7 separate regions of the Mus musculus genome follow, and all the other regions are linked to region 4. The links are chromatin contacts, called in public ChIA-PET, HiCAR-type and promoter capture Hi-C maps. All regions are on one chromosome and are shown on one strand. Each heading gives the region's core, a stretch centred on a gene start, on an enhancer-like site or on the middle of the called end of the contact. The rest is flanking DNA. Distances are from core to core; before and after follow the strand shown.

Evidence for each region. Promoter capture Hi-C pulls out the DNA fragments that hold promoters and counts their contacts. ChIA-PET counts read pairs in DNA pulled down with a chosen protein or histone mark. HiCAR-type assays count read pairs that join an accessible place to other places. Capture Hi-C pulls out chosen DNA fragments and counts their contacts.
Region 1: a promoter capture Hi-C map of liver shows a contact between it and region 4, with 3 times the contacts expected there. The contact joins the promoter of Spp2 here to the promoter of Dgkd in region 4. A contact is called at or near these places in 2 of 39 promoter capture datasets (both in liver).
Region 2: a contact with region 4 is called in a promoter capture Hi-C map of liver, with 5 times the contacts expected there. The contact joins the promoter of Arl4c here to the promoter of Dgkd in region 4. A contact is called at or near these places in 1 of 39 promoter capture datasets (embryonic stem cells), 1 of 484 Hi-C or Micro-C datasets (embryonic stem cells), 5 of 115 datasets of contacts at active chromatin or transcription factors (bone marrow-derived dendritic cells, embryonic forebrain, memory CD8 T cells and 2 more) and 2 of 9 other capture datasets (adipose tissue and liver).
Region 3: a contact with region 4 is called in a HiCAR-type map of astrocytes, with 2.9 times the contacts expected there. The contact joins the promoter of Efhd1 here to the promoter of Dgkd in region 4. A contact is called at or near these places in 1 of 39 promoter capture datasets (embryonic stem cells), 4 of 115 datasets of contacts at active chromatin or transcription factors (astrocytes, embryonic forebrain, pancreatic cancer cells and 1 more) and 1 of 9 other capture datasets (liver).
Region 5: a contact with region 4 is called in a promoter capture Hi-C map of embryonic stem cells, with 4 times the contacts expected there. The contact joins the promoter of Ecel1 here to the promoter of Dgkd in region 4. A contact is called at or near these places in 2 of 39 promoter capture datasets (embryonic stem cells and stem cell-derived epiblast-like cells) and 2 of 115 datasets of contacts at active chromatin or transcription factors (both in embryonic stem cells).
Region 6: a contact with region 4 is called in an RNA polymerase II ChIA-PET map of memory CD8 T cells, with 20 read pairs. The contact joins the promoter of Eif4e2 here to the promoter of Dgkd in region 4. A contact is called at or near these places in 5 of 39 promoter capture datasets (cranial neural crest, embryonic stem cells, liver and 1 more), 3 of 484 Hi-C or Micro-C datasets (the G1E-ER4 cell line and embryonic stem cells), 7 of 115 datasets of contacts at active chromatin or transcription factors (the 230-238 cell line, embryonic forebrain, extraembryonic endoderm stem cells and 4 more) and 2 of 9 other capture datasets (adipose tissue and macrophages).
Region 7: a contact with region 4 is called in a promoter capture Hi-C map of embryonic stem cells, with 4 times the contacts expected there. The contact joins the promoter of Chrnd here to the promoter of Dgkd in region 4. A contact is called at or near these places in 3 of 39 promoter capture datasets (cranial neural crest, embryonic stem cells and liver), 2 of 115 datasets of contacts at active chromatin or transcription factors (pancreatic cancer cells and stem cell-derived neural progenitor cells) and 1 of 9 other capture datasets (adipose tissue).

The regions. Positions count from the first base shown.
Region 1 is chr1:88,404,873-88,408,599 of GRCm38.p6, forward strand. Spp2 (secreted phosphoprotein 2) reads left to right here and starts at 2,138. Exons shown (of 8, transcript NM_029269.3): 1 at 2,138-2,344; 2 at 2,445-2,569. The coding sequence starts at 2,278.
Region 2 is chr1:88,699,949-88,703,749 of GRCm38.p6, forward strand. Arl4c (ADP-ribosylation factor-like 4C) reads right to left here and starts at 2,243. Exons shown (of 1, transcript NM_177305.4): 1 at 1-2,243. The coding sequence starts at 1,716. The coding sequence ends at 1,138.
Region 3 is chr1:87,262,616-87,266,371 of GRCm38.p6, forward strand. Efhd1 (EF hand domain containing 1) reads left to right here and starts at 1,738. Exons shown (of 4, transcript NM_028889.3): 1 at 1,738-2,139. The coding sequence starts at 1,835.
Region 4 is chr1:87,851,087-87,854,573 of GRCm38.p6, forward strand. It overlaps Dgkd (diacylglycerol kinase, delta), which reads left to right and starts at 2,201. Exons shown (of 30, transcript NM_177646.3): 1 at 2,201-2,370. The coding sequence starts at 2,215. Gm19582 (predicted gene, 19582) reads right to left here and starts at 3,213. Exons shown (of 2, transcript NR_136921.1): 1 at 2,885-3,213; 2 at 2,261-2,772.
Region 5 is chr1:87,154,542-87,158,202 of GRCm38.p6, forward strand. Ecel1 (endothelin converting enzyme-like 1) reads right to left here and starts at 1,595. Exons shown (of 18, transcript NM_001277925.1): 1 at 1,479-1,595; 2 at 1-547. The coding sequence starts at 448. All of the region lies in intron 3 of Gm33292 (a long non-coding RNA gene), which reads left to right.
Region 6 is chr1:87,212,243-87,215,743 of GRCm38.p6, forward strand. It overlaps Eif4e2 (eukaryotic translation initiation factor 4E member 2), which reads left to right and starts at 1,672. Exons shown (of 7, transcript NM_001039170.1): 1 at 1,672-1,777. The coding sequence starts at 1,758.
Region 7 is chr1:87,188,754-87,192,488 of GRCm38.p6, forward strand. Chrnd (cholinergic receptor, nicotinic, delta polypeptide) reads left to right here and starts at 1,844. Exons shown (of 12, transcript NM_021600.3): 1 at 1,844-1,989; 2 at 2,222-2,376; 3 at 2,767-2,811; 4 at 3,461-3,570; 5 at 3,733-3,735. The coding sequence starts at 1,938.

The DNA.
Region 1 (3,727 bases), core at 888-3,387, 550 kb after region 4:
ACCCCAAAGCCCACCTTCAATGTGGACACCAGAACCTCGGAACAGTGTTCACAGGGAGGTAAAATGATGTGGCTTCGGTGTAAACAAACAGCAGGAAGCTTTCTCAAAATCTTCACTTTCTTAGAAACCAAATTGCCTATGGTCCATCAGAATTGGAACAGAGGCAGGGGCACTGTGGAGGCACAAAGCTGTCCCTGTCAAGGGGACCAGAAGCAGAAGGAGCTAAAAAGGAAGTATTCCTTGGGGGTCCACCACCTTTGAGACACTTCCTTTGTGCAGGCCCTGCCTCCCAAAACAAATAGCATCACCAAGGGTCTATGGCAGTGGGACGGAGTGGTGGGGTGGGGAGCCGCATTTCATATTCAAGCCATAACACTCACAGGGGCAAAGTTCCCTGGCTGAGAATCTCTGTTCTGTATGTATTCTCATTTCTCAGGCATGGGTGTGGATCTGAATCACATGGAGAGAGAGGGAGAGGAGGAGGAGAGGGGGAGAGGAAGAGGAAGGGGGAGAGAGAAAGAGAGGTGGGAGAAGGGTTTGTCAAATAAAGGCAACTGGTCCTCTCTCTGGAGTCTCTGTTGGGTCCTTCTGGGTGGGTCTGGAAGGTACACATTTTCAGTGAAAGTCCTAGGTGGTGCTGAAGCTATCTGGGGTCTTTGCATGATGCCTATTCTGATGGCACCACTGACGTTTCCAGAACCCAGAAATACTGAGATGAGGACAGAAAGCAGACTCTTAGTGACGGAGCTCAGTTTAGCAATCGTGATGCTATAAGAAATCAGAAGGCAGCTGTGAAGTTCGTGGTTTAGGGATCAGTTGAAGATTCCATTTTTACATTTGTTCTAAATTTAGTGATCCCACCCCAGTGCAAATAATATGATGGGGAGGATGAGAAAGAGGAAATGACCTTGGAAAGTAATGCATCTTCATTTACGATGCAGCCATAGCCCATCGGTTCTTGCTCAGTGTGTTCCCAGGTACTCCTGTTAAATGGTCTGTGATGTACTTTATATAAATTTCCAGGGACTGTGTGCAGGGCTATACAATGCTTCACTTACTGCCACCCAATTTTGAATACTTTGACCGAGTATTTGGGGGCTGGAATAGCAGAAAATCACTGGGATGATGGAGGCACACATTTCTGCAAACCGGAGGAAGAACAAGAAATCACCATAGCATGAGCGTGACTGGATGGCTTATATTTAATCTTCTGGGTTTACAAGACATGATGGAATTCTGCAGGGGCATTTTAAAAGTCATTGCTTTCTAGCTTCCATCAGAGCCCACCCTGCACGCCTGGTGCTAACACTTAATTATAGCCAAGAGAATCTGAGAAATGCAGTGGTCCCCCCCTCCCTCACCCCAGCAAACGTCAAGCAAAATCAATAGCTCAGTGCTGGCAACAGGATGCTGTTGTTCCCTTCATCTCCTCCGCTCATCTGCAATTGCTTTTATTACTGCAGTTCATTTAATGAGTCCAGAGCGTTTGGAGCCAGATGGTGACATTAGTTCAATCTGGAAGACTCTAATGGAATTGAGTTCAAACCAGGTTAAAAGTAACGGAATTACAAATTCCAGTGGTCATTGTCTTGTGGTATTACGCTCTGGGTACTTGTTATACACCAGAAGTTAGCGCCAGCTTCAAATGAAAGACCTGAAAGACAGTTGAGTGAGACCTGGTGCACTCATACACTCACTCATCCGCTGCATGCTTCATTACTCTCCCTATCACAAACACGGCCATTGTGGTTTCTGAACCATGGCCTCTGTAGTGGAGGTGGCAGGCAGAGCTAAGCCAACAGGAAAATCACTCCGCGTGAGTGCAGTCTCTAGGAAGGGAGGACTCTGGCATTGAGAGGTGGAGGGTGAAGGATTTTGAGGACCTGGGAAAGGACTAGATGCACAAGCTTTAAAGTCACCGTTTTGTTGAGTCCACAATTATGTCCCCTCCCCCAAAGAACAAAATGCAAAGAGAGAAGATAAACATTATACAGGGAGACCCAAGCCTCTCTGAATGTCTCCTGCTGTGGGATAAAGTCCCTCGGAGAGGTCCAAACTTCAAAAGTGGCCTCAGTCTGGAATTTTTCCACAGGAAAAGTCAGCAGTAAATATTGACACCGGAATCAATCATCTCTACTGAGGTTCCAGATTGCTCCAGCCAGCCAGGGCAGCTAGGTCACAGGTGACAAGAATAAGACAGCCACCCTCTGAAAGAGCTGTCATCCAGAAGCCTGGAGAGAGGCCGTCTCCCTGACTCTGGGTCGCCATCCTCTCAGTATGGAGCAGGCAATGCTGAAGACGCTGGCTTTGTTGGTGCTGGGCATGCACTACTGGTGTGCCACAGGTAAAGGACACATGCCACCGCTGGCCACCTGCCCTAGGTGATCACAGCCCTCTCGGTGCCTCATCTCTCTCTCACTGTGGCCTGTGTGTTTGCTGTCTAGGTTTCCCGGTGTACGACTACGACCCTTCCTCTCTGCAGGAAGCTCTCAGTGCCTCAGTGGCAAAGGTGAACTCGCAGTCCCTGAGTCCTTACCTGTTTCGGGCGACCCGGAGCTCCTTGAAGAGAGTAAGTGAATGGAGATACCTCCCTGAGCCATTTTTTTACCACCCCCGCCCCCGTCTTGACTTCACCTACTTTGTTGAGTAGATTATTCTTCTGTTTACAATGATCACAGTCTGTCCTCTTCCATGCTGACTTTTTGGACTGAGAAGAGATTTAATTACATTTTGTTGTTGTTGTTGTCCCGAGGCTGTCAAAGCTTCCTGGGACATCTGATTCTTCCCTCTGTGTTTTCCCTCTGACCTCGGCTTTTCTCTGTGTGTGTCCTGGTTTGGGGTGAAGATCCCAGAAGTCCTTGTGATGCTGTTTGATTGGGAGGTGCTGCCTAATGAGAAAGAGACTCTCTCCCCACTCAGCATTGGGCTACCAGTGTTTATAGGAAAGAAACGCTGGCTTCTGAGTCCATGAAACCCACCCACTCTGGTGGACTTGATAGTGCTGTTTCCCGATCACCTAGAGAACTTGGGAAAGAGACATTATCTCGGGCTTGCTGTGACTCACTGTGGCCAAAGTGAGGGGGAAGCAGAACAGGATCATAGAGAGGCCTTTCTCCTTCCTGCTCCCTGAGGAGTCTCTCTGTCTTCTTATAGGCTTAACTGGGCTAACAGGGAGGTAGGGACAGACATGAAGAAGAAATAGGACTGACAAGCTCATGGAGACATGAGTAGAGCCTTGTGGTCAGCAGCCACTACCTCCACACAGAGGCCACATGGCCGCTCCTACTGGCTGCTCCCTTTTCCACCCTATTCTAGGCTACCACCTCTTACTTACACTCAGCTACTCCTCTCATACTCAGCTGCTCCTCTCACACTCAGCTGCTCCTCTGCTCCTCAACAGCATACACACTTCATTCTCCCAGCTCAACTGCATGTAAAACATGTCCCTTTGGTCCCCTTTTGCAGACACTGGTTCCAAGTTTTCTTTCTCCCAAATGCAAAGCAAATTTCATTGCTTTGGTTGCCTTTTCTAGCTGGATAACTGGGTTGTGAAGGTGTAGACTGAGCTAGAGTGAGCTGCCAGCCCCACCCAGCACCTGACTGTCAGGGTTCACACTGAGCACGCTGGTGGGGAGGCACTTAGAGGCAGGTGTAGGCAGCTGCTAGCCAAAGGTCAAGCTGCTTCTAGAAGAAAGCCTCATCAGAATGACGCTGCCTCTCCCTCCCA
Region 2 (3,801 bases), core at 993-3,492, 850 kb after region 4:
ACCCCCTCCCCCTTGTTAAGAAAACCATTTTGCAATTCAGCACACATCTGTAGCTGGTGTGGTCTTCCAAACCAATCAGTAGGCTGAGAGATTTTTAAATTCCACCCAGAGGGTCCAGTTTTTATGCCGATTATGCAGTACCGAGTGCACACACACACACACACATACACACGCACGCGCGCGTACACACACAGCATTAATGTCGAGACCCTCACCCTTTAAGCACCTGTACTGCCACCACCTCCAATGGTTTTTCTGTTCTTTGTTTTATTGGTCTCTTTACGAGAGAATGACCTGCACACGGACAGGGCCTAGGCCATCTGGAAGAGGTCTCATCCCAGGCTGAAAAGCAGTTCTCAACAAAACCACACACACCCACCCCTGGAAAGTGGCGTCTTCCAGGCCATTCCCAGCCAAGTCCAGAAACACAGCATCCTGGGCCTTCCAGCTGCCGCATGGTCCGAGGCAGTCCTCTGGATGGCCTCAAACCACCACCTCCTTTGGGCCCAGAGTAGGACAAATGAAATCGCAACAGGGACCTGCCCTGTGCCATAAAATTACTCAGTTTCCATAGCTCCAGAATGAAAGGAGCGGTCATCCCCACCCTCCCATCAGTACACTCCAGCGCCTACCCGTCCCCTTTCGGGTATCCCCCCCCAGGGTTCTGTGTGAACTGCATACCTCAGGTAACTCACACGTGATTCCCCCCCGCAGTGGGGGCTGGGCAGTCTGAACTTCTGGCCCTGCTGGAGCAAGAAGAAATCGCTTTTGTCTCTCTGACATCCAAGCTTCCCACCTGGGGCCAGAGGGCACACCACGGGACCCTTGCGTCCTCACGTCCACTCCCCACCGGTCCCCCCCACCCTATCCCACCGGTAGCTCAAGCATTATAGACAAAAGGTCCTCTGAGCTGGGGTGGGGGGGTGGGGCAGGTGACGAGATGGGTGGCTATGCAGCCTCCACACCCGGCTTAAGTCTCCAAGTCCTGTATTTGGATACAGAGATCGTGTTTTAAAAATTCGAATCATCGCTTTGGTTCGTTGTCTTTGTTCGCGGGTTCTCGCTCAACCCAGACGTCCATTCATTCACTCACTGGCTTGCTCGCTCAGCCTTGCTCCAGATCGCTGCTCTAGCGCATTACCGCTTCTTCTTCTGCTTGAGAGACTTCCTGCGTTTCAGGATCATCTCATAGAGCTTGTCCATGCCCTCGGTGAGGCCCTCGCCGATGATGGCGCACGCCGGCTGGACATGGTAGGTGGTGGCCGGGATGAGCTCGTGCAGCGCCAGTTGCTTCTCAATCTCGGCCACCGGCAGCGACTTAGGCAGATCCTGCTTGTTGGCGATAACCAGGAGCGGTGTGCCCTGGTTCTCCGCAAACTTGGTCACCTTGTGCAGCTCCGTCTTGGCCTCCTCCAGCCGGTCCACGTCCACCGAATCCACCACGTAGATGATGCCGTCCGTGCAGCGGCTGTAGGACTTCCACAGCGGCCGTAGCTTCTCCTGGCCGCCCACGTCCCAGAAGTGGCAGCTGATGCCCTTGGCAGTGCCGTTGCTCAGTTTGATCTTCTCGGTGTTGAAGCCGATAGTGGGCACAGTGTTCACGAATTCGTTGAACTTGAGCCGGTAGAGCACCGTAGTCTTGCCGGCCGAGTCCAAGCCCAGCATAACGATGTGCAGAGACTGGAAGGCCGAGATGTTGGAGGAGATGTTGCCCATGGCTCCTCGCTGCGGCGCCGGCCACTGCGACTGCGGCTGCGGCGGGAGGGCGCCGCCCCCCGAGCAGTCACAGGCCCTCTGCGGCCGGGCGCACCTGGGCCCCGCCCGTTGCTGGACCCGGTGGGGTCTCGGCGTCCCCGCGGCGCACGGCCAGGCGCGCTTAGGCTCGGAGGGGCCGGCTCCCTGGCCCGCCTGGTGCGTGCTCCGCGGGCATCTTTCTCCGGAGGCTTTGTCTCTCGCGCAGCCGCCACGGACAGACGCCGCGGTGTAGGATGTCTGCGCCTTGCGCGGTAGCCCGGCTCGACCTGCGGCTCTCCCGCACCGCGGCTCTGCAGCAGCCTCTGGTCTCGGCGCACCTCGGAGCTGCTCTAGCTCCGGCTCCCGGGAGCGCCGCAAAGGCGCAGGCGGGGCGCGGGCTTCCCCGGCGTCCGAGTTAGCGTAGCTGCCTTGCTGTCCCTGCAGTACTAGGCGCTGCTGCTACCGCCGCCGCCGCCACCAGCCTGCTGCGGCCGGAGGGCGCCGGCCCCGCCCCTCTAGTCCCGCCCACAGGCCACGCCCCTCGCCCGCCACGCCCCGCGGTCTCCCGGGGTCAGGCGGGGTCTTCTCGGTCGGTTGCGTCTTTTCGCGCGCTCCGATCGTTCGAAACTCGCCCAGGCGACCCTTCCCGCCGGCCGCGCGCCGACTGTGGGCCTGGACGCGGACTCTTCCTCCCCAATCCGGTGACGCGTCTTTTAAAAATAGCTCCGGGCTCCGGAACCCCCGCCCGGGGCCTAGCCCGCAGCTGGCCGGGCAAAGGCAGCGACTGCAGAGGGCTAGGGCGGTGAGACTGCGGCACCGACGCAGGAGGGCGGAGGAGAGGAGCTGACCTCCTTGAGCCTGCAGCCCTGCTGCTGCCCACTCCTAATCCATTTCCACCGCGTGGTTTCACGCTCTTTGGTGCCCTAGTGTCTTGGTCCCTATTCTTCCTTGATGCGTATGCTCCCTAAGTCTAGGGTGTGCCCAGGAGGCTCAGTTAAGACTACCTACCACCCACCTGCCTAGATAACTCCAGACATTTCTTTCTCAGACACCCATTTTGGAGCCTTGCTTTATGCTTCCCCACCCCTTCCCCACCCCCTCCACTCTGCTGACATCCCAGATTAGGTTAGTCTTAAAGCAACCTTTGTCATTCTACCTTGAGAACCTACCAGGGATGGGGTGAGGGTAGGGGATGGGGGAGGTCCAAATCACCTGACCAGGCTTCAGGAAAGCTAGGTCACTAGAAGACCCTAGCTAGCTTGGAGCTGGTGGTGTGATGAGTCACAAATACATATTTTCTGGGTTCCATTTCGTGACTCCATTCAGTGGTTTTATCCTACCTTGTAAAACGTAGCAAATGAATATTATTTCTGCATGTGGAGGGAAGTCGGGGGGGGGGTGATTATGAGTGACACAGGTTTGATGATGATGGGAACTAGAGATGACAGCCAAGGGGAAAATGGTTTACATTTGTGTAGGTCAGGCTTCTGGGTCAGAAAAGGTTGCAAATGTAATCCAGGGAAAGAAAATAAAAATGCTTATCATTTGTGATCTTAAAAATTATATATATACACACACACACAGAGAGAGAGAGAGAGAGAGAGAGAGGAACCTTCCTTTCTAATGCTGTTATAATACATGATTTCATTTGTACTAAAGCCTGTGAGAAAAATCACACCTGTTCAATTCCATCTTTTAATTCTCACAACTCCAAAAGCCAGTCTAGGCTTCCACCAGCTAGACTCAAGCCCAGGGACTGGTGATGGATGTTGGTGCTGGCAAGGTCCACTCAGATTACCTGTCCAGCTTGCTAGAGGAGGAAATTTAGGTCTGTGTGCTGGTACTTGCTAAGGGGACCTCAGTGCAGACAGCCTGCCTAAGATCAGTGATGCATTGGTTCTGGGATGCTTTCCAATGGGCACCCCCTCCCCCCCCCCCCCAAAAAAAAACAGGGGCACAAAAATTTGTCTCAAATTAATCTCAAATTGAGTTGGCAAAGTGATAAATACATTAATATAGTTCTGGATACATGGAAAATGTTTAGGATAAGGGTTTTCTCTTCTGGCA
Region 3 (3,756 bases), core at 488-2,987, 590 kb before region 4:
GGTTTGCCAAGTTGGACTTTGGTGATACCTGGTCTGTTGAGGGCTCCCCATCTAGGAAGAGTAGATGAGTGTGTTTTGTCTCCTCAGGAAAAGTTTTGTCACACAACATACTTTTCCCTATGGCTTTAGAAACACACACACACACACACACACACACACACACACACACACACACACGTACACACCACCTTAAAACTTGAACCCATGTTTTTGAAGGGCTGCTACTGAGCTTCACCCCTCATGGTTACCCCCTCCCCTTATAACTGTTTTATTTGATGTTTGATCTTTGAGGCAGAGGGTCTTACTGTGTAAATATAGACATACAGTCCAAGCTGCTAGAGTCGGAGTCCTGCCCCAACCTTCCAAGTAGAATCACAGGCTTATATGAGCCACCATGCACACCAAAAGTACCTTTATTTTTAATGACTTATTTTCTTGAACCACTTTTTAAAAGGTGTGTTTTACTTTGTGGATGCTAGGGATTGAACTCTTTTATGCCTCTTTTATGCTAAGCCCTCTGAGCTCCCCCCCCCAGCTCCCCCTTCCCCCTAACCCTTCCCCCGTTAATTTCTTGTGTTAATTTCTTGTTTGCTTTGTTCCGAAGCAGCGAAGCAGCGGGTCTTGCTGTGAACCCCAGGCTGGCTTCCTACCCTGGAATTCTCTTGTCTAAGCCTTCTGAGTGCTGGAGTTATAGGCGTGTACCCCAACACCCAGCTATTCGAATTCTAATCGAATTACGTTTTCATGAGAGCACGCAATGGCTCTGATTTTTCCCTGTGGCCCCCTAAGATGTGCAGGCAACCAACTCATGCCTTTCAGCGGTGCACACCACCGGGCTCATCACACACACTCCCCAGTCTGTGGCCCAAAACAAGTGGAGCAAAGCTGGTCCCCAGTGCAGCCACTATTGTGTTTACAGCTGCTTCTCCATGTTTGGCTGAGGGAACCCTCATTTGCACCACATCCTTCCTTAGGGAGAATGACGGCGGCTCTACTTGTTTTTACTTCAATCTCCTGTTTCAAAAGTTGCCTTATTTTCAAGCCTTTTCTAACCCCACTCTCCGCAGTGGTGGCTCTCACATTAAAAAAACAAAACAAACAAAAAAAAAGCCATACAGCCAAGATACTTGCCACATTTGGTCCCTTAACAAGACAACCCCCCCCCTTTTTTTTTCCCGGGAATCAGGAGATTTTTCTCACTTTATTTATGTCTAGTATTTTTAGATTGTTGTGGAAACATTTCAATGGTATATGAAAGGCACCTTCGTACTGCCAGGAGCATCTCCTACTCCAGGGCCTTAGGGCGACGACTGCTCGCTACACACGTGGGTGTGTTACCAGGCACGCTTAATTCTCCCATCTCAGAGGGTCCTAGGCCGCGAGCTCCCTGGTTGGAGCGCTTTGGAAGAGAATGGAACTGCCTGAACGGTTGCCAGACTTAACTCCCCAGTGTTTGCAACCAATTCCCTGGGGATCACCAGTTCCCAAAGGGCGGATTCTGGCGGCAAGAGCAAGAGTTGATTTCAGGGTCCATGTCTGGACTGGGGGACGGATTAGCATCAAGTCTCAGCTTATGAGAGGTTTAGGCAAACGCGACCCCTAGGACGCGCAGACACTCCCTTGTCCCCTGTCCAGTAGATAGTCCTACTGCACCCGCGCCTCCTTAAAGCCGCAGCTCCGCCCCGCCCGCCCCGCCTACCCACGGTTCTTTTCAACCGCCGGGCCCCGAGCGATTCCACCGAGCGTCAGAAAGCCACGAGCCCGCAAAGAGCGCACAACTCTCTGTCCCCGTACCGGATCGCGAACCTCAGTTCCATCACCACAACCCGCCATCATGTCCAGCGAGGAGCTGGCCTGCAAGCTGCAGCGCCGGTTGAGACTTGAGGTGCGGGCAGAGACCGACCAGGGCGACCCCCAGCCTGCACCCTGCGATGCCCCAGCCGGGCACCCGGAGCCTGAACCGCCTGCCCGGGCGCCCACAGCCAGCGCGGACTCCGAACTGAACCTCAAGCTGAGCCGCAGGCTGGACATCCACCAGGGTACAGCGCGGCCGGGCCGCTCTAAGGTCTTCAATCCCTACACCGAGTTCCCGGAGTTCAGCCGCCGCCTCCTGAAGGATCTGGAGAAGATGTTCAAAACGTGAGCGCTCGTCCTGCGCCCCCGAAGAACGGGGGATCCGAGACAGGGCACGGGGTGGCCGCGCAGCGAGTGGGACAGTGAGGAAGGAGGTGCAGGCGTTCAGGAGTGCACTGAGCATCTGGCCAAGTGCAGCCAGATCGTGCGCATCAAGTTCATTGCGCGCCATGGGGAACCTCGTCAGGCTGGGGATCTGACCCCGGCGGAGCTCAGAGGGTCCTACTCAAAAGCCCCCTCCCTGAGTCTCCTACTCCCCAGGGCGGGTCCCGCACCCTCCTCCACCCACAGATCCAGAGATTTGCTCCCGGAGCAACTTCTAGGAAGCGAGCCCGGGGCGCACCTCACCTGCCAGCCTTAATTTTATCCCTCAAGGGAGAAATTAGCTGGATTGTCTTTTATCTTATAAAACAAAGGAAACAGTTGACACACGTCTTCAGTAAGGGATGCGAGAAATGAAGGAAGGCTGAGAACAAGGTTGCTTTAAACTCGAAAGACACATAGGCGTCCCTAGACCAGTGCGGGCGGGCGGGGGGTGAGGGGTGGGGGGAGTGGCTGGCGCAGGAGCCTCCTGGGAGCGTCGCCTAGTCAGTTACTCTTCTAACCGGTGAATGGCAGATGCCTCTGGCTGGGAACTGGTGCCTGCCACTAGTCACTAGGGTGCTGCTGGAGCCTCATCACCCCTCAGAAGAGGAGGTCATGCAAAGACCCAGTAGGTGGCCTGTCACGTGAGAGGTCTCTTTGGCCTCATTTCCCCACTTGAAGAGGGAAAGCAGTAATGACTCTTGCTGCTTTTTCCCCTCCCTCCCCCGTTACTTTTCTTTCTAAGCGAGATGTGGTGACATTCTCGTCTAATCCCAACATTTGGTTTTGGGAAGCAGAGGTAATCTCTGAATCCGAGGCCAGCCATGGCTGCATAGTGACATTGTCTCAAAACAAAACAGAACGAAAAACCGCATGTATTTATTTACGGTGAGTGTGTATGCATGAGGAAGTGTCATGGCACATTCGTGGAGGTCAGAGGACACGTTGTGAGAATCAGTTCTCTCCCTCCACCACGCAGGGGTTGGGATCAAACTCAGGTGATAAGACCTGGTAGCAAGTGCTTTTACCAGCTAAGCTGTCTCACTGACCCCTCCTTTGCCTTTTAAGGCCACGAAGTAGTCTGTACACCGAAAACGCCTCACTAAGCTATTAATATTATTTCCAGAATTCGGCCGGGACCGGAAAAGTGGCCAGGTCATGCTTGGGCGTCTTTAAAGTGCTTGGAATGTGTTTGCCCTCACCAAGGAGGTTCTATTTAAAGGCACTATGGCGATCACTGCTTCCACTACTCCCGAGGTCTGCAGAGCACCTCAATACTTGCTGCCTCTCTGGCAGTTTGTTTTCTCAGTACCCTGCTCCCAGCCACTGTTTTCTCTGGGTGCAGTTTGGGCAGCTAAGGAAGGTAGGGTTGGGAGTAGAGAATGAGACTGGGGTGATGGTGGAAAAGCCAGGGAAGGCACCGTGGTTTGACATATCCTGCCCCCCCCCCGCCCCCGTGGTTTTCTTTGGGTTTTATATTCTGTAGGAATGGCTGCTCTGGCCCGGATGTTCACCTGTGTATCACTCCCTCCACCTTGC
Region 4 (3,487 bases), core at 951-3,450:
AGAAATCCACCTGCCTCTGCCTCCCAAGTGCTGGGATTAAAGGCATGTGCCTGGCCAATACTTTTTACAATTGAAAATTTTACTTAGTGCGTGTGAATGGGCATGTGTGCTATGCACAAGTATGTGGTTCAGAGGACGATTTGTTTTTGCTTTGTTTTCATTTCCACCATATGTGTTGTAGGGATTGAGCCCAAGTCATGGGCCTTGAGAGTGAGCACCTTTCCTTGCTGAGCCTTCTCACCAGCCCCACAATTACCTTTTAAAAACCCACCCTACAGATACTGTCACATTCTGAGGGCCCAGAGGTCAAGACTTCAGTAATGATTCATGGGAAACTTCCTTCGGCCACATACACTCTGCCTCTCTGCCCATGCTCTACTTATGAACTTCCCCCAGGCCTTGACTTCCTGGGAGACCAACCCTGTAGTACCCAGACAGAGGAAATCAGTTGGTCTGAGTTCACATCCTGCCTCCCTAGCATCCTTAGGGGAGTGATACCTGAGACTTCCATGGCAGGGGCTCCGTTTCCTTTTGGTTCGTGGGGTATGGCTGAGGGCTGTGTGTTTCATCCTGCATGCACAGGAGCTCAGTATGGGCAGTTGTCACTATCAAGTGCTATAGAATCTGTCTGTGTTAGAAGTACATACACTATGGTAGCTGCCAAGCCATATGAGGCCATTCAGTGCTGCAAATGTTGACTAGTGTCACTGAGGAACTGAAATTTTGTTGTTTTTGTTTTCTTTGAGACAGGGTCTCCTCTGTGTAGCCCTGGCTGTCCTGGAACTGAGTCTGTAGATCAGGCTGGCCTTGAACTCAGAGATCTGCTGGCTTTGGCTCCTGAGTGCTGGGATTAAAGGCGTGCACCACCACTGCCCAGCTTGGTTCTTTTTCTTTTTCTTTTTCTCTTTTCTTTTCTTAAATGTCATTCTTTAGCCTAGGCTGGTACTAGTTAATAGGAATTTAAATATAAGTACTTGTATGTAGCCAGTGGCTACAGCATAGGTGGAGTGTGTCCTGGTTCATCCAGGCATCTCAGATCTTTTTCACAAAAGTCATCCTCTGTACTGGTTGGGAGGTCAGTATCCTGGCCTCATCTTTGTGCCAGATTAGGAACCTCCTGTGGTTCCTGGTGGTATCTGACTTGTATTGCCACTAGAATGAGTTGTCCAGTTGTCCAGAGGCCCAAAGCTTGCTGATTGGTGGGTCTCCAGCAGCAGCCTCTGAAAGGGTGAAGGGATAGCCAAGGTGGTCCTCTGCTGACTTGCCTCTTAGAGCAGAGCAGAGCAGGAAGGTAGCACATTGTCCTGGTTGGCCCCAAGTCCTTTTCCATCTCAATATGCCCAAACAAAACAAAACAACAAAAAAACAAAACTCCAAACGGAAGCCACTCCTTTTCTAACTGCATAGGGTCCTCCTTTGGCTCAGAGTTCATTCTGCTATGTCTCTCTAGTACCCCATCCCTCCCTTCTGAATCTCAGTTCCCTTCTCTATCTCTCAGCCCCAGCCAGTAATTCAGAGTGCCTATTTGCCTTAATACTTCATAGATCCTCCGCTTTGTGACCCAGCCAGGCTCAGCTTATCTACCTCTTTACTCCCCCAACTCCAACCGGGTTTCTTGCTGCCCTCAGGTCTCAGCAGAAAAGGCCAATCCCGTATCTGGTCCTCAGAGCCTCGATCCCAAAGCTCTCCAGTTCCTGTCCTAGTCCCATTTTCCTCCCTCTAAGCCCCTCTAAATCCCTTCCTTCCTTTCTTTTTTCTTTTTGCCTCTGGGCCTTTGCACAGATCTAGCCTCTGCCTACAACACGGTTCCCCGGTTCTCCATCTTTCCTTAACAGTGGCCTTAACAGAAGTTCTCCCTCTGGGTGTACTTTCACGCACTCTGTAAACTGTTTCACCAACATAGTCCAGCGGCCTCCTAGAGATCACTTACACTCGGGTATGAGTGATAAAACAGTGTACTCAGAGACAAAAACTAGAAATTGTGTTCCAAGAAGAAAACGACAGAAGACATCAGAAGGAAAGAGATGGGTCAGGCCGAAACAACCCAGCAAGGGCCCGGCAAGCCTACGTCTGCGCCCACTGCCTATGGGGGCGCGGTGGGGTGGGGCGGCCGGCCTCTAGGCCCCGCCCCGCCCAGGCTCCGCCCCAGGCGCTGGGCCCATCCCATCCCCGCCCCGCCCCGCCCCCCCGCGGCGCGCGCGCTGGCCGGGCAGCATGGCGGCGGCGGCGGGCGCCCCTCCGCCGGGTCCTCCTCAGCCACCTCCGCCGCCGCCGCCTGAGGAGTCGTCCGACAGTGAACCCGAGGCTGAGCCGGGCTCCCCGCAGAAGCTTATCCGTAAGGTGTCCACGTCGGGCCAGATCCGGCAGAAGGTGAGCCCGCGGCGTCGGCCGGGCGCGCGCCCCTCACGCCGCGGTCCCTGCCGAGGCCCGTGACCGTGTGCGAGCGGCCGCCCAGGCCCTGCCGGGCCCGAGGTCCTGCGGTCGCTGCTACGGGGCCGAGCGCGCCGCGGCTTAACGGACCGCGGGGACCGGGCCGCGAGGACGGGGCCGCGGGGACCGGTCTGCGGGGACTGGGCGCAGGTGGGCGCCGCCGCTGAGGAGACCGAGGCCCGGCGTGCTGCTGGGGCCGCTGCGGGGACCGCTGCGGGGGCCGCAGGCGCGTGCTCCCCGAGGCCTGGGGGGTCTGTAGGTCTGAGCACCGGGTGCAGCTTCCCGTACTCACCTGCGTCAGGCTCTCCCTCCACTGCTCAGCCCGCTGCGGGGTCCTCACCCCTATGTTCCGAAAGGGAAGGGATGCGCGTGTAGTGGCCGCTTCTCCCTCTCTCCCTCCCTCTCTTCCTCCCTTTCACCCTCCTCCCTCCTTGGGAAAGCCGGGACTCCTCACCCGCTGGGCTCAGAACTCTCTCCGTGGAGAACTCCAGCCGCTCGGGTTGCAGTGCAGAGAGACACATGCCTTTTTGTTGTCTTTCCCTAAGAATAAAGTTGCACCCTTTGCTTTTCCTTTCTGGTTCCTCTTGAAAACTGCGTATGGTTTCTTGCCGAGGTGAGCCCTCCTTGTTGGAAGGGCTTCCTCAGGCAGGTGGCTGGACAGGTGGTGGCTAGCAGGTTGCCACCGTGGGGCAGCCTTGGCAGTTCCGGCTGGCACGGGCTTGCTCATCCTGCTGCAGTGCGCTTTTCCTCCGAGGCCAGTTAGTTACCCTTTACTGGAAAAACCATTTCTTGCTTGATCATCTGCCACCCTCTGTTACTTGCCGGGGTTGGGGATTGGGGTGCCATTTAGGTGCTGACGTGGTCCATTTGTTATGTGGTACCCAAGTCATTCAGCACACGGGACCTAACACCTGTGTTATTCTAGCTATAACAATTACAGCCCCAGGAACAAGTTTAAGGAGCCTTGATACTAATGGAAATGCCCTTTCCTAGTGCTTGGTCCTTAAGATAGGTAGTGGTGTGAGGCAGATCAGACTCTCTGACTGAGGGGAATGGT
Region 5 (3,661 bases), core at 345-2,844, 700 kb before region 4:
TGCCGTAGGTGAGCTTGTCGTCGGGGATAGCGTGGCGCCGCAGCCAGCCTCCGCACGCGAACGAGTAGAAGTCCTGGCACGGGTCGATGCTGGCGTCCAGGTTGGCAGACAGAAAGCGGGCGGCGCGTGCAAAGGCCTTGCGCTCGGGGCAGCCCTCGGGACAGGCTCCGCCACCGCCCGCCGCTCCCGGGCCCAGGTATTTGAGCGCCAGCATGGCCGCCAGGATGGCGCAGAGGCCGGCAGCAAACACCAACCCCGACAGCAGGCACACCTCGCGTCGATTCCAGCGGGGCAGCCCAGACCTGGACCCGCTAGCACTGCGCCCTGAGCCCCTCGGGAAGCCTGGAGGCAGTGAGGTCCCTCGAGCGCCCCCGGTGCCACACCGGCTCACATACTTGACTTCCTGGAACTCGTCGTAGTGCGCTGTCATGGAATACGGGGCCTCCATTGTGCCGAGGCTTTGGCTGCAGACCCCTTGTTTGGTCGATTATAGGCTGCTTCTGTCTGCGGGCTTTCTGGTCGGAGCCCACATGGCCCTCGGTCGCAGCTGTAGGAAGGGAACATTAGCAGGCTCAGAGAGGCCCTGGAAAGTGAGGGGACCCAGAAAACAAAGGGTGGGAGTTAGTTTAAGAAGATGGAGGCCACCTGTGATCCACAACCAAGGATCCCACTTCACTCCGTCAACCAAGAAAGAAGGGTTCAGTTGCCAGCAGCTCTTACTGGAATAGTAGCCTTTAACCTGCCTACCCAGGTCTCCACAAGCTCACCACAGAGTAAGGATGCTCGGACACAAAACCAAAGAGCACCGGGCACAAAGTGGGGGCTTCACTGACAACCTGTTTCCCTTGTCTTTGCCTTTCTTGCCCATCATCCTCTCCAGACAAGCCAGGTGGGGGAGGGGGAAGCAGAGGCCGGAGAAAGGAGGTGTGGTCAGGGGCGCCTCTCTGCGGACCCTGAAGCCTCCTTCAGTTCTCCGAACTAAAAGCGACCAGACACCCAAACTTCGTCCTCGGGGAAGTCTGCAGGACCACTCTCAAGCCACCCTCTGGCTGTTTCTCTTCAATGGCTCCAAAGCCCACAAGTCCCTTCCCCAAGCAGCAGCCCTCTCCATTCCCCATCTTTCCCCCACCCGACTCCCCAACCCCGACGGCCCAGATGGAAAACCAGAGACTGGTTTCATCATTTGCCACCCATCAACGCCCCGGGCCATCCCTGTCGTCAACAGGTTCTCCCCAGAATCCAAAGTTGGGAGAAGTTTCACCCCCTTTGCTGCGCCAGCCCTGAGCTCAATCTCTTGCGTCGCGCGGCGCAGTCAGCGGAGCTTGAGAGCCGAGTCCTGGAGTCGCAGCCGCAGCCGCAGCTGGAGCCAGAGCCGGGAGGACAGAGACAAAGCCGAGAAGCTCGGCTCGGCAGCCGCGGTGGCCTCGGAGGTGGCTGTGATGATGTCCTCGGAGGCGGCGGGCCCGAATGACACTTACCCGGCAGGTGCGCGTCTGGGCCGGGCGAGGACCGAGGGAGGGGTCGGGAGCAAATCCCGGCCTCAGCCGGAGAGGAGCTGGGCTGGCTGCGGCTCTCTTCGTGCGCCCGCCGCCTCTGCCGCCGCGCCGCGCCGCCCGCCAGCCCCGAAGGAGGGGGCGCGCCGGCGGCTCCACCCTCCTTCTCCCGCCCCCTGCACCCCTCCTTCTCTCTGCTTCCCTCTGGGCTACCTGTCAGCTCCAGCAGTGCGGAGGTGGGGATGGCGACCGCGGAGATAACGCTCCTGAGAGTGATGCACCAGCTTCTGGCTCCAGGACTCCGGAGTCCAGATCTGTCCCGGGAGGAGGAAGCACGGTCCCTTCTGATGAGCCACTTGGAGCCACCTACCAGTCTGCGGTAAAGGGACTGAAGCTGGAGATCTGGAGGCCAGAGGGAAGTCTGGGCCGAGCCCACAGAAGCTCAGCCCAGGGAGGACTCCAATGGGCAGGTGAAGAGCCTGTATCTGGACCAGCACTCTGCCAGGCGCCATCAGCACCAAGACTTCTTTGTCCTTTTAACTCCTGCTTGCCCCATCTGGGTTCTGGTTGGTACAAGACCCTTTACCTAGCTCTCCTGGGGAGGTTGCAAGTAGAGGCTGAGGCTGTGGCCTCCTCAACCTTAGGTTTTCCTGACATCATTGGCAGGAAGTCCCAGACCCACATAGAAAGGCCTAGAAAAGGATGGTAGGGTGGGGAGAGGGAGGAATCTTGCTCCACTTCCCTCACGGGACTACACAGGGTGAGTTTGTCCAGTCTTCCACCCATTCCGGTTGGCTGAACTAGCTTTTTAAATGTTGGGGACCTCGCTCCTTCCAAGAGACAGAATCATCTTTACCTCTCCACTGTACCCACAAGGTGAAGCCCACACGTGACAGAGACCTGGGAGCTTTCTGAAGGACTGCTACTGTTTCAGGAATCTGCTTTCTCTGCCTCGACTTACCCATCTCTTCTGGTATCCCCAGCAAAGGACCACACAGCCCCAGCAATCCCAACCTTGTGGCTCCAGCCTGCAGCCCTGGCCTAAGCAATGTTTCAGACATTGGTGAAGACCGATGTGATAGAACCCATGTTGAGGTGGGACTGCGGAGAGCGACCACCATCCCGTCGCCATCCCCTCCGGATGTTCTTCATCGTCAGCTACCCAGTCACTAGCCTTTAGTGGCCACCTCTACCACTTTCCTGCCTGTCCAGTCTGTCCATTTCTAAGTCCCACTCACAGGACTGTCTTTCATTCTGACCATCCTAAGGTCCTCTCCTGCCCCATGCATTCTTCTCAGGTCCAATTAATTCTACTGAGGAGCGATGGAATTACGCAAAAATGCCGTGTTTCCGTGAGGGGGGAGGGGAGGGCAGGGCGGTGGCAGAGTGGCTCTTTGTGCTTTTAATCTGCATTTTCCCCTCAACATTCCATCTCCTGGAGGATAATTTTCCAGCCTTTTCAGGCCCTGATTGGTATCATTTCTCCGGCAATGACAGCTTTTATTTTCCCCGAAATGAATGCCGTGAAATTTCCAAGAAATATAAAAATGGATATTGTCTCAAGGAGCCGACTACTCCGACAGCAAGGCACAGAGGCAAACCTGCTTCCCCGGGGACTTTCCTCTGCATCCACAGGAGGATAGGGACCCTGGTCCTCAGTCCCTTTATTTGCTTCTCTCCTCTGGGGTCAGTCCTTGGAGCTCTTCTTCTGGTCACCACTCACACACTCAACTACCATTGATCCATTCATCTGTCTCCCGGCCAGGCTGGCCAGGCGGATTGGGCCTCCCCAGCTGCCTGTTCTGTTCAACACCTTATACTTCACACTGAACCCTGAGTGCTGAAATAAGCTTAGAATTGGGTCCTTTGACCATTAGGCCCTTGTCACCTTGACATGTCCTGTGGTCAGGCTGTCCATAGAAAGGGTTCAGAGAACCACTCCTTCTCTCTCCTGCCTATCTTGCTCCATCGATCTCTGAGGTTCTCAGAGATTCTCCTTCAGTTGCTACGTGCTCCCAGATCCGATGAAGATTAGATTGACAGGACCGGGCCATTCCTAGCTGAGTCCAGAAGAGCCCCAAATGAGGTTCTAGAGACCCACCTTGGGAAAAGAAGGCAGGCGGCAGTCAGAGAAGGCACACAGGGGTATGAGGGGCAGAAGCATTTGG
Region 6 (3,501 bases), core at 422-2,921, 640 kb before region 4:
CTGGCTACTTTCCCGGGGATCTGGGTTGGTTTCCAGCACCCATGTAGCATCTGTTACTCCAGTTGCAGGCGATCCAACACCCTCCTCTGGCTTTGCAAAACGCCCATGCATATAGTGCAGACATATGCACAGACAGAACACCCATATACACAAGATAGAAAAAAAAAAGCCTTTTTTTTATGGAGATAGGGGTGTGGGATCTAAGTACAGAGTCTTGGCTTTTATGAGGTCTAGAATTTTTAAAAGTGTAACCCATTTTAACTAGCAAGGTTCTTCTAGATGCCACAGCACAAATGTGTACCTTCAGCAGTACGTCCCATTCGTCTAATGTAATACTTCCTCCCACCCCCACTGATCACAAAGGATTTCTTGAGTTTTACTATCTCCCCCCCCCCCATTGTTAGAAATTCTTCACAGTATGGATAGTCAAGAGGCACTGTTCAAAATAAAATAAAATAAAATAAAATAAAAAACAAACAAAGCCAGGCAGTGGTGGCACACGCCTTTAATCCCAGCACTTGGGAGGCAGAGGCAGGTGAATTTCTGAGTTCGAGGCCAGCCTGGTCTACAGAGTGAGTTCCAGGACAGCCAGGGCTACACAGAGAAACCGTGTCTCGGAAAAAAAAAAAAAAGGCCCTGTTCACCTGACCCACATTTCACATGAGCAAGCTGGGGTCCAGAGTAAGAGGAACTCTCTAGAACACTCCTTTATAGGGTTCAAATTTCCATCTCTGATCCAATCTCAGACACTGTAAGAAAGACTCCTAGCCCTGCAAATTCCTTTCGTCCTCTCTCTTCTCAAAAGCCAGAGTACTTGCAAGGCTAGGCCCAAAGCCACTGGGCTGGGTGTGACAGGAGAGCTTCCTCAGCCTCCCTTACATGCCAGGCAATAGGATGATCCCCTGAGGTCTTCCTGAGGAGAAAAAGCGTGACCTTGCTGAGTGACCAGGGGACAACCACGGGCCAGTCCTGGGACACTTTCCTCACCTGTAAATACAGGCACGAACATCAATTTCTACCCCTCCTCTCTGGTGATTAAAAATAAACATCTAACAATGTAATATGTTCAGCAGATGGGTCAGGAAAATGCGTGCCTCATAGCTCTGGAGTTACATCACCAACTAGGGAATTTATTCCTGTGTATGTGATGTGGTTTTGGACAGTCCTTAGGAGTGTGGGGACAATGACTTCAGTTGAGGAGGCAATGATGAGTGAGACCATCTCGGTCCTCAGTAAGTTTGTCACCCTGGTTCGACTCCCCCCACCCCCCACTTCACCCAATATATAGGGAAGGTCTTAATGTATCCCAGGCTGTCCTCGAACTCACTATGTTGGTTAGGCAGGTCTGGATCTTCCTGCTGCCATTTCCCAAGAGCCAGAATTGCAAGTTTGTTTGTAGTGCTCTCTCGTCCTCTCCAAACACCAAGAGCAAAGGATCAACTGCCAGAGAATACCATTTACTAAAGGTTACTATGCCTGACATTTTCCCCCTGGAATCCACGGGGAGGTTAAAGTGGATGGCCGGCAGCCTGCGTAGACAATGCTCAGTGCAAGCAGCCACACCAAGACAGCCCCGGTCGGAACAAGCGCTGTCGTCCCGGGCCACCCGTCCGGGAAAGAGGCCCCGCCCAAGGCCTGAGCACTGACGTTCCGCTGAGCGCCTCGCCAGCCAACCGGAAGTAGCCGGGCCCTTAGCGATGGGACCCGGTAGAGCGGAAGTCACTCCGTGAGGCAGTGGCGACAGCGGCGGCAAGAGGATGAACAACAAGTTCGACGCGTGAGTGGCGCGTGGCCGACCCCGGGGCCCCTTCCCCCAACCGTCCCCCGGGACCGCTCCCGCCGGGGCCGGGCGCGCCCTCAGCCGAGCCGCTCGCTCCCGGGCCGCCGCAGCCCGAGCCTTCCTGCGCCCGCGGGCCCGACGGGGCCGGGAGAGCGCGGCCGAGGTCGCCGGGACCCCTGAGCCGCTGGACCCCGGCGCGGCACGGGCCGGGGGAGGGGAGGCCGCGCCGCCCGGAAGGAGATTTTCGGACGCCCCGCCCTGGTGGGTGCGGGCTGCCGGCGGCGTGGAGGGGCGGGACCTCAGCGCTTCGGGTGTTTCCGCAGCCTTGCTGCCTTCTCTCTGAACGCGGCTTCCCTCCCGCACTCGCTCGGCGTCCTGGGAAGGTCACCTCTCCCTTCCGAGCCTCGATTTTGTCTTCTGCAAGCGGGGACGGTAACAGAGCCCGTGTCGTAGAGTTGGGCAGCTGCGATGAGGTAATGGGGCAGCCGCGCTGAGTACTGTGGCCTCTCGAGTACGGAATGCTTTTCATCTGAGATTCTTCCTGCTTCCTCCCCGACCACCACCCTCCCTTCATCCCCCACCCCGTCCCTGTCTTTCAACTCTTAGTGGCTGCCCACCCCTGCATTCATCTCCAATTCCCGCAGCGAACAGTTGGGAAGTACAGAGAAGAAATATGTGTTGGGGTGGGGGATGGGGGGGTGAGAACATTCCCCTCCTAACGATTAAATCTTTTAGCATTTAAAAGTAATTTTCGTTTTCATCTAGCCCCACTTAAGTTAGTGTTTCACAAGAATTGTATCCCTGGGTAGATTGCAGTGCTCCCTCCTCTCTATGGTTTGTAGTGATCAAATCTGGTTTATCATTCAAAGGCCTACATTTTTAGTTTTAAGCCCACCAGCTGTTTGACAGTACAAAAGTCCTCCAGTCTGAGCCATCGATCTCACCTCTGTAGTGGTTAGGACCGGAAGGACCACATCACGCTCTGCAATACTTAGAGGTACTGTGTAAAATGCTGAGCATGAGCTGTGAAGGGAAAGTGGACTCACTGATAGGTGGTGAAGCTGCAGGTTTTCAATACAGTGAGTTCAGAGGTGCAGACTCAGGAAGTACTGGGATGGGGATTCCAGTTGTACAGCCAGCTCTTCCTTAGGTTTTCATGGTGGCTGAGTGAGCTCTGCTTCTTGAGAAAAGACCTGATGTCTTCTCCACCTTGCTTATTAGCAGAGTCCAGCAGGATAGAGATCCATTGGTCTCCTGTCATAGGCCCTGCAATACCTAGCTTCATACCTGCAGCCCTTCCTCCCTTCTTCTCCTATTGGAACAAATCAAACTGCATCCTAAGAAGATAGTTTTTAGGTTGCCTGTCTTGAATAAGGATGGTTATGTTGGCCACTGTCGTCGTCACTGTTCTGTTGCTGTTGAAGAGATGCCATGACCAGGCAACTGTTTTTTTGTTGTTGTTGTTTTTGGGGGGTGGGGGTGGGGTCTGAGACAGGGTTTCTCTGTGTAGCCCTGGCTGTCCTGGAACTCACTCTGTAGACCAGGCTGGCCTTGAACTCAGAGAAATCCGCCTGCCTCTGCCTCCCGAGTGCTGGGATTAAAGGTGTGTGTCACCACTGCCCGGCCGGGCAACTCTTATGACAAGTTTTTTCTTTTTCTTTTTTACTTATTTATTTAACTAACAAGGCCACACACCTCCTAATCCTTCCTAGCAGTTCTGC
Region 7 (3,735 bases), core at 594-3,093, 660 kb before region 4:
AGGTAAAAGCCACAGGGGCAGAGTACACCTGTAAACCACAGCCCTAGCTAAGGAGCATGGCAGTGAGGAGCAGACAGACCTCGGGCGTTCACTGGCCACTCTAGCTGCTCCAGGCGAGGTCCAGGTTCAGCGAAGAGGCCCTGTCTTGAAAAATAAGGTGGAGGAGATCAGCTGGATTTCAGCAGCAGCAGCAGCTCCAGAGCCTCAGTCCTTCTGTGGCTTTCCGTGTCCCCCTCTCCCTTTCAAAACCGTAGCTTCTGGTATGGCTACCTCAAGGTGATCGGTGACGTGCAAGTGATTTAGTACGCAAGTCAACCGCGCCAAGGGGAGCAAAGAGAGAAGCTGTGCTTCTCTGCCTGAGTGAGGACCCGGACACCATCCTGGAGCAGAGCAGAAAGATTCAGCAGGCGACATGGCCCAAACCTATGACAAGACCCTGCCAGACCAGGCTGCCACTCTGCCCTCAATGATGCAACCTATGAGACCAATGACAGCAAGAAGGATGCCCTGAGGTTCATCTCTTGGGTCTCTAAGAGAGCCCCTGCACCCTCACATATGAGCAAAATGATCAATGTCTGCTCCAAAGACACCATCAGGAAGCTGACAAGGTCCAGCATGAAGTACAAAGAGCTCAGCCACCACTGCACCTTGGCAGACAATGGTGACAGTATTGTCCTCTCCCTGGAAGCAAGCAAGCCTTTATGAGGCCACCTCCAAACTTCTGCTTAGAACAAAGAATAGGCTCAGACTTGCCAGTGCATGCTGCAGTCGGCTCCTCTCTTGTCAGACCCTATGGGCATCCCTTCACCCCATTGCTAGTCTCCCCGACATCTAGATGGCCTCCTCCCTCCATGCCTGACGGTTCTGGCTTTCTGATTCCTATTAGATAGAAGCAGATCACGGTGCCCAGGCACCTTTGAGGGTTGTATTCTCTTAAGCATACTCTTAGTGCCATCTATCCCGACCACTGACTTCTAGCCACAGTCATTACAACGGACAGGCCTGACTCTGTGTGGAAACGACCCTCCTTGCCCCAGTGGATCCCCTTTTCTTTCCCTTTGGTTTTGGCTACTCATAGATGCAGGAACGGTGAGGAGACTTCAGTTCAAATTAAAGAAAGAAAAGAAATGGGCCAGTAAGGTGGCTTAGCAAATAAAGGTACCTGCTGCCGAGCCATGTGAAAGGAAAAAAAAATTTAACTCCTTCAAGTTTCCTCTGACTTCCACACATGCCACAAACTGCGCAGAAACACACTGAGTGGATGGGTGGATGGATGGATGGATGGATGGATTTTATTTATTTACTTATTTATTTATTTATAAATCTTTGGGGTTTTTTGGAGACATGGCTTCTCTGTGTAACAACCTGGCAGTCCTGGAACTCATTCTGTAGACCAGGCTGGCCTTGAACTCAGAGATCCTTCCTCTCTTCCCAAGTGCTGGGATTAAAAGCATACACTGCCACACCCAGCTTAGAGGTAATATTTTTAAAGATGGGGGAAAAAATACACAAGTACAGGTGGAGCACTAGCAAGATGGCTCAACAGGTAACAGTTGCCTGCTGTACAAGAAGTTTCACCTCAGAACCCTCTGTAGAAAGAGAGAAGCAATTGTGACAGGTGTACACACACACACACACACACACACACACACACACACACAGAGGATTCGCCCCCCACCCTCTGCCACCCTACCCCACCAGGCCCCACCCTACCAACAATCTGTGACAATCCCTGCCTGGGATCTTTTCGTTCTGCCCTTGGCTCCTGCCCTAACTGGCAAACCCCACCCCCTCATCACCAGCTTTCAAGTATCAGATTGCGTTTCCGGCCTCTTCTTTCCAAACCCCTAAACCACCAGCACCTGTCCCCTTGCTTGCCTCATTCCACAGCCAACAGGCTGAAGGGAAGACAAACCCTAGTCAGTCAGAGGTGGGGGATGGCAGGGCCTGTGCTCACACTGGGGCTGCTGGCTGCCCTTGTTGTGTGTGGTAAGGATGACATAACCCCCTTCCTGGGGGCCTTCTATGCCCACCTGGGCCACCGCCTCCCTAACATTATACCTAATTCCCACTCCCACTCTGCCCTTTCTAACCCTAGGCATCCCACCCTCAGGGAGCAGCTGGCTTTCCTCTGCTCTGCCCAGCCCAGGGCTGCCCCAGCAGGAGCACAGGGAAGGCTCCTTCCTAGGTCCAAACACCAGCACCCTACCCCTCTCCCCAGCCCTCCCAGGCAGTTGGGGCCTGAATGAGGAACAAAGGCTGATCCAGCACCTATTCAATGAGAAGGGCTACGACAAAGACCTGCGGCCGGTGGCTCGAAAGGAGGACAAAGTGGATGTCGCCCTAAGTCTCACCCTCTCCAACCTCATCTCCCTGGTGAGTAGACCTTCGTGGGATAGCCTGAGCTGGGGAGAGGATGGCAAGAAGGGACAATTGCTCAAAGGCTCCTGACCAGCTAGCTCCTCTTCTGGGAGACATGCATGACTATTCTTTGTGCCAGATGGTGCCACGGGCCTTTAGCCACCCAAAGCCATCAGCTCTGCCTGCCACTGTCAAGCTATCCCTGTGCTCCCCCGGGACTCACATCAGCAGCCTCTGCCCTTCGCTTCCGTAGTCTGCTGATCCACCTCGATCTGTTGCTCTAGAAGACCCTGGCCCTTCCAGCTGCCGTGGTCCCTGGGAACCAGGCAGATTAGATTCTGCTGACTGAGTTTGGGTGAAAGGTAGATGGGAACCTTTGGCTACAACCCTGTTGTTTGATTACAGAAAGAAGTGGAGGAGACCCTCACCACCAACGTGTGGATAGATCATGTAAGGACACCCTGCCGAAGGTTCCAGGTCCCCTGGTGCTCACTTATGCTGGGGACCACAAGCTCCTATGGACACACCTTTGGGGGAGCTTGACTACAGAGAACCCAACTGCCCTTTTCCACTGAGGCCTCTACTAGCTCCGAGGACATGTCCTAGAAGGCTGGGGTTCCTCCGTGCTAAAATTGCCGCTGTGTCCCGATTTGCTTTGTTGTTGTTTTGAGATGGGGTTCCCTAGCCCTGTTTCCCTGGCTGACCTAGAACTTATGACGTAGACCATGCTGGCCTTGAACTCACAGAGATTCATTTGCATCTGCCTCCCAAGCCCTGGGACTAAAGGTGGGATTAAAGCACAGAGTCACCACCTCTGGTGTGCATTGGAAGTCACTTTTCAAATCAAAATATCAGAACTGATAGAGGTTCACGGCATAGAAACAAGCCAGTCTGGCGTGGAAATTGTGCCCCTTAGTGGTATAATGTATGTCCTACACAACTGTCTGTGACGGGCCTGAGTCTAGTTCTTTATCCATCTCCTCCAAATTTCTTTTGTCCCAACTCTCAGGCTTTGTTTAGACTTCCCTGGGGAAGTGGGGACCGCTGGGAGGGTGGTTAGTGGCCGAATCCACTTCTGATGTCCTTTTTGGACCTCTAGGCCTGGGTAGACAGCCGTCTACAGTGGGATGCCAACGACTTCGGGAACATCACTGTCCTGCGCCTGCCCCCTGACATGGTGTGGCTACCAGAGATTGTACTGGAGAACAAGTTGAGAGGAACCCTCCCAGCCCCCCTCTGCCTCATTCCCTTCCTTATGCTCCCCAGCCTGCGCCTCCAGCCCTGCCTGCCCACCACCCTCTCCTGCCTCCTGCGGTCCTGCCGGTTCCTGGCCAGCCAGGACACACAGTGATTATGGTCTCCATCCCACAGCAA